2 separate regions of the Mus musculus genome follow, and region 2 is linked to region 1. The links are chromatin contacts, called in public capture Hi-C maps. All regions are on one chromosome and are shown on one strand. The core of a region is the stretch at or near the end of the contact, and the rest is flanking DNA. Distances in the headings are between cores, read along the strand shown. Region 1 overlaps Med13l (mediator complex subunit 13-like). Region 2 overlaps Med13l (mediator complex subunit 13-like).

Evidence for each region. Capture Hi-C pulls out chosen DNA fragments and counts their contacts.
Region 2: a contact with region 1 is called in a capture Hi-C map of embryonic stem cells, with 3 times the contacts expected there. The contact joins two enhancer-like sites. A contact is called at or near these places in 10 of 484 Hi-C or Micro-C datasets (B cells, the STO cell line, cortical neurons and 3 more), 2 of 115 datasets of contacts at active chromatin or transcription factors (astrocytes and embryonic stem cells) and 1 of 9 other capture datasets (embryonic stem cells).

What each region holds. Positions count from the first base shown.
Region 1 is chr5:118,759,912-118,763,028 of GRCm38.p6, forward strand. It overlaps Med13l (mediator complex subunit 13-like), which reads left to right. Exons shown (of 31, transcript NM_172424.4): 30 at 1,375-1,487; 31 at 2,790-3,117. The coding sequence ends at 2,922. Among named protein-coding and RNA genes, the nearest start is that of Gm42015, 82 kb to the right of the region's middle. Within about 2 kb of position 1,265, at least 17 of the 459 cell types and tissues checked have an H3K27ac peak or open chromatin away from gene starts, as enhancers often do. A contact at or near this core is called in embryonic stem cells, where this site is marked.
Region 2 is chr5:118,584,925-118,587,955 of GRCm38.p6, forward strand. All of the region lies in intron 1 of Med13l (mediator complex subunit 13-like), which reads left to right. Among named protein-coding and RNA genes, the nearest start is that of Med13l, 26 kb to the left of the region's middle. Within about 2 kb of position 1,252, at least 14 of the 459 cell types and tissues checked have an H3K27ac peak or open chromatin away from gene starts, as enhancers often do. A contact at or near this core is called in embryonic stem cells, where this site is marked.

The DNA of each region.
Region 1 (3,117 bases), core at 15-2,514:
TGAGCTGAAACAAGGCTGAAGGGCACAGCAACCCTGCCACAGAGTAAGCCAGCCCAGTGACGGGAGCAAGAGATGAGGGGAAGCGGCATGCCGTGCTGTGAGTAAGGGCCAGCTGAGCCAGCTCTGCAGCACTGGTGTCGTCTCAGTGGGCAGAGCTGTGAGCCACTCTTGTGTGGCATGGAGGGGACATGGAGTAACCTGTGGGAAATACTCCAGTGTAGGAGGGACACCTAGTCAGTCAGCAGAGCAGGGAGAGTCCCCAGGACTGTTAGGGTCGTATCCAAACAGGAGGTGACAAACAGGCGGTAGTGTGTCACTCTACTCAGAGATACCAGGCACAGGCGGGCACGGAACGCTGTGATGGAGCGCCTTGCTCACCTGACAGCTGAGCATGAAGGAAATGGCCGTTTCCTTCGTGGAGGTTAGTCTCTGTCTGTATTGGGACAGCAGACAGTCAGCGCCTCTGTGTCCTCTGATTATGTGCCCACCTTGTGGAATGCGCCTGCCTGCCTGTCCTCGAGGTCCTCTGCCTGCCCACCCTGGAGGTGCACCTGCAATTAAATCTCCAGATCAGACAGTAGGGATTGTGAGGGGTCTGAAGGGTAGAGGGGTTGAGAAGCCCCACAGTATGAAGAGCCACATCTAGACTGCAGAGCCTCGACACCCCTCACGGCAGCTTAGCCCATAGCTGGAGGACGGAAGAGAAAGTTTTGAGAACATCAGAGAGACTTGACTATATAGCCCATTAGCTGATACAAAGGAATCACATTCAGTGTGCGCGCGCGATACAGTTCTTAAAGGTTCTCATCTGTAAGCATTACTTCCTAAATTTACAAGAGAAATGATAGAGTATTTGGTTTGTTTTAAAATATTTCAAAGGTAAAATACTGAAAAGAAAGTGACAAATAGTGGCCACTGTCCCAGCTTTGGTGGCAGGGCATACAGCACTACATAGGAACTGCTGTTTCATGTGCTCGACTGTTGTGTTAGAAGCAAGGTATGCTGGTGAGATGGCCCAGTCAGTCAGAGAGCCCCCAAGCCCCGGCCGGGTGCGTCTGGTGGCAGGGATCAGTGCGCCAGGCTGTCTTCTGACCTCACGTGTGTGCTGTTGAGTGCACACACACCAGTCAGCTTGTTTTCTCAAGAAGCAAAATGAAGTCGGTTAGACCAGAAAGAGAGGCCCCTGAAACTAGTGTTGAGCTTACCTCTAGGACAGTAGTGTGTCCCAGGAGATGACTCAGCAGTTGGGACTCAGGCACACAGCAGCCTGCCTCTGCATGACTGAGGAGCCGGAGCCTGGGCTGGGGCCGCGCTCATTCTCCACTGTGCTGCTCTGCACCTGGAAAGAAACAAAGTTCTCGGGTCTTTCCCCAGGCTTCCCTGCATCACCACATCTCTGTAGCGCAGACCGATGAGCTCCTTCCTGCCAGGACCTCTCAGCGGGCTCCACACCCTCTGGACTCCAAGACCACATCTGACGTTCTAAGGTAGCTCTGACTGAGTGGGAAAGTGGCGCTCCTTCCTCCTTGCCCCTGAGGAGTGCAGGACAGGGTGGTGCTCAGAGACACTGCTGCTTGTGCAGAGCAGCAGAGTCCACTTCTCCCCACGGTGCAGGGACACACAGTGTGTGCACTCAGTTCACCACACAGGAGGTGCAGGGACACTTCATTTCCTATTCCAAAGAGGTGATGCAGGTGTCAGCCCTGGGCAGAAGAACAAAGGTTAGGGAGCAGAGCCTGGGAGTGGCTCTGCATGGAAAACTCAGTTTGACCTTCTCTGCCACAGATAAGTATGTTCGATTGACTAGAGCACTAATTCTTTGTTATGGAATGCACCTCAGATGCACGGACTCTGTTTCACTGTTTTCATCAGGGCATAAAATTTAATGGTGCATGCCTGTAATCCCAGAACTTGAAAGAGAAGGCTAAAGAACCAGGAGTTGAAAGTCATCCTTACTTACTTACTGAGTTCAAGCCCAGAGTCCAGCCTGAGCTCCGGAGACACTGTGTGGATGTGCATGTGTGTGCATGTGGATGCACGTGCCAGATGCCAGCCAGTCTCTTCCTGTCTCTCACCGTGCTCCTGAGATTGGCCTGTGTCCACCTCCTCTCCCCTTCCCTCCTCCTGCTATTGGATTATAGTGTGCACTGTTGCTCACTGCTTTACACGGGTTCTGGGGCACACACTCAGCCTTTCTGTCACTAGCTGAGATATTGCCCCAGACCCAAGACTGGATCTTCAAAACAACAAGCAGACAGAAGCTATCCTGTGCCTTGAGAGCTGAGCCTTTCTGGGTGCTCTCTGATGTACTGTGGTTTGGAAATGGGCGATGGACAGGTGCCTCACTAGCAACTTGGCCCCCAGGGTCTCTGATGGAACAGAGAGCAAGGGTCTTGTGCAAGTTAAGTACAACCATGCACACCTAGGATACCCATGCACACCCAGGCAGACAACTAAGGCTGTGGTCAAAAGTATCAGGCTAACCTGCCATAGAGAGCAAGGCCCTGTCCATCCCTGTTGATTTTTTTCCAGTGACCACATCAGAATAACATGGAGAAACTTGGAAAGCCGAGTGTCAGTAAAGTATTACATTCTGAACAATTCAATATGATCAGTATATTCTCATTTTGGCATCTAGCCAACATGAAACAGTTTTCATTCAGTGGCTTCCTGATCCTGGAGGCCCTGAGGTGGCCATGCTGGTGTGCAGGGACGCAGGGTGGGCCACGTGGGCCCCACACACCCCAAGCCTGTGGCCCAGAAGCTGACCTCTGTGCTCTCCCTGGCAGGTTTGTGCTGGAGCAGTACAACGCCCTATCCTGGCTCACGTGCAATCCAGCCACCCAGGACCGCACTTCCTGCCTTCCCGTCCACTTCGTGGTGCTCACGCAGCTGTACAATGCCATCATGAACATGCTCTAACCGGGAAGGGAAGCGCTTGCCCTCTGCCTCAGCTCCTCCTGCAGCCTTGGCCAGGGAGCCTGCTCCACTCTGCAAATGCCCGGCCTTTTTTAGAGCACTCCCTATACCCCGCACTGTGACGCCTTCTGAGCAGGCTCATGCTCCTCCTGCAGTGTTCATTGCCACAGTGACTTCTTGACGTGTCTCACGAGGACC
Region 2 (3,031 bases), core at 2-2,501, 180 kb before region 1:
ACGTATGTGTGGTCCTTTTTCCTTCTTAAAGTGCTTCTCTATATTTTTTCTTAAACTTTTTCTCCTCTCAATTATATTATGCTGGAAAAACTTGTATGTGATCCTGGCACACATAAGCCAAATATTTACTGATAACTAAGAAATCCTAAAATCCAACCAACCAAACAACTCCAAAAACCAAAACCAATGCCCTCACCTAAGGAAAAAAACCCCAAACCAAACCATACCATATATTTACTTTAAAATAATTATTTGGTATGCTTATAATTTTACTACTTATTGAAGATGAAAGCAAATTTCCATACTAATGAGGTGGGTGTACTTATTTTTTTTCTTTTTTTACACAAAGAATTAAATCTTGGCACCATTTGAAGTGCAGGAGGTAGAGCTGATACATTTTTATTTTATAGTTGTCGATGCTGAGAATGCCACTTTGCATAAATATGTGGTACAGAATGGCAGAAGTATATTTAGGACCATTTCATAAATTGTTGGGAATTCTATCCTTAATCCCAAGCCAGCATTTGATTGAGCCATTCTTTATGAAACTGACATTAGCGGGGCTGGACAGATGGCGCAGCTGTGAACAGTGAATGCTGCTCTCACTGAGGGCTGGGGTTCCATTCCCAGCACCCATCAGGCAGCTACTGACCTCTCACCCCAGCTCAGCGTCCGGGGCCTCTGACTTGCTCAGTCACTGAGGAGGGCACCTGCACTCACTTGCTCATACCCACACCAACATACACACATAGTTAGAGATCAGACCAACCAAAACAAAAGAAACTCAAGGACTCAAACAGCAAGTTTTAAAGTCAAACACTGTAATTGAGTAAAACAGGGAGTGTCTTAGTTAGGATTTCTACTACTGTGGAGAGCCACTATGATAACTCTTAGGAAGGAAGACATGTAATTGGGGCTGGCTTATAGGTCATGCTGGGAAGCATCCAGGCAGACTTGGTGCTGGAGAAGGAGTTTTACTTTGGGTTCAGCAGGCAGGCAGGCAGGCAGGCAGGCAGCAGGAAGAGATAGAGACAGTGGACCTGGCTTGCTTGAGCATTTGAAACCTCAGAGCTCACCCCCAGTGACTTTCTTCTTCCCACAATGCCAAACATCCTAAGATGCCACTCCAAAGTATTTAAACCTGTGTGTCTATGGAGGCCATGCCTATACAAACTACCAGCCAGAGACAGCTGATTTAAGCATGCTGATGTTACTGAAAGTATTTGTTTCACTCATCATGTGTCTATGAGAGGAAGCTTTGTGCACGCAGCAGTAGCTGAGCGGAGGTGGTATAGGCAGTGTTGGGTGTGTGTGATGGTGTGTGAGTTATATTGCCAAACTACATTCAGAACCAAGGCTGTGCTCAAGTCCTGAGATACAATGTGGTCAGAGTGCCTGAAAGACCTTGGGTTCATACCATGTTGATTTAAAATTATTTTTTTGAAGACTGCTTGTTTAGAAACCCTTTACTGTTGATAATTTTTTCTCTCCCTTATGTGAGGTCATGTCCCACAATAAGAAGTTGTCTTACCTGAGTGTCCCTCATCTTGGCCCTGTTGTCTGAAACCTCGGGGTCCTCAGTCAGAGTGGACATATGACCAGCAACAGCTTCCTGAGGGGTCTTTACTGGGTCCGTCTGACCCGCCACAGTCACTTGGTACAAGCTTGGCCTGTAGTTGTCATTGGGTGTGGGCCTTCCTTGGCTTCCCACAGGCTCCTAGCCTCTCTCCCTCGTGGCTCACACTCTGCATGCAGACCTGGAGAAAGGAGGCTCCTCACACACGAGGAGTTGAGTGGTTGGGCTTGCTCCTCCTGCTCTGCATTCGGGAGTTCTGTGCTGCCGTCTGCTTTGCCTGAGGCTCTCCAGATCTGACATGAGACTCTGGGAGTCACCGCACTTTGCCCTCTTGCTCATGTGATGTCTTCTTTCATGGAGGCTGGAGGGTCTTGTCTTGTAGTGTGCCACAGTGGAGTGGGGCCTTTTGTGGGGCCCATCTCATTAGTTCTTTTAGGTATCCAGAGAGGTCTGTCCATGTAGTGTTTCACAGGGTTTTTTAGAGAGAAGTTTCCATGAATTATTACATTAGGTAATTCTTCATTGTTTTCTTTTTCTTAGAGTTTTTATTCCATAGTGTTACCTAAGGCACACTGGGCAAGTGCTCTGCAGCGAGCTGCAGCTTCAGGTCTGTGCTGCAACCAGGGGGCTGCAGCCCGGCTCTAGGAGTCTGTGCTTAGCTTTAAGTTTCTTGGTTCATCTTCCCATTTAATTCCCACCTTCCCTACCTGCCCAGTTTTTACTTTGTCAGCCTTGTGTGTGTTTGAGTCCCTGAACTTCATCTTCCATGTATTTCACTGAGTTTTCTTTTAATTCTACTTTCTTTGAGCCTTCTGTTCCCTTTCAGTTTTAAATGGTTACATGTTCTGTAAGGTTTCCTATATTTATTTATATGTAAGAGTCATTTGCCTGTATATGCAATATGTGCTTGTCAGGTGCCTGCAGAATTTAGAAGAGGGAGGGTATCAAGATCCCCTGGAACTGGAGGTAGGGATGGATGTGAGCACTCTACTCTGCTGGTGCTGGGAACTGAACCCTGGTCCTGTGCAAGAGCAGCCAGCACTCATAACCACTCAGCCAGCTCTGCAGTTTCTGAGAGAATCAGTGATGGATGCTCCAGATGTTTTCTTCTCACTTAGGTTTTTCCTCTAAACTTTGTATTAGTTTTTGTGTCTGGACCTGGTTTTCCTCAGCTCATCAGAAGCCCTTGGTCATAGAGGCGTTGATGGCAAAGCTGCCAGTAGTTTCCAGTGTATGAGTGTTGTCTGTTACAGTGCCTGCACACATGGGAGCAGGCTGTTTTTGTTTGGAGAACTTGAGTTAGTATTTTGGGGCCATTCTCTGTAGCATGTAAGATTCCAGACTGCTTTGGGATTTTTTTTTTCTAGACTGGCTATCAGCTGTCTGGTACTTCAGGGTTGACTGGGAAGGTGGCCCCTGGCTATCACCTTATCCTTGTGTACATAGAGGTTTACC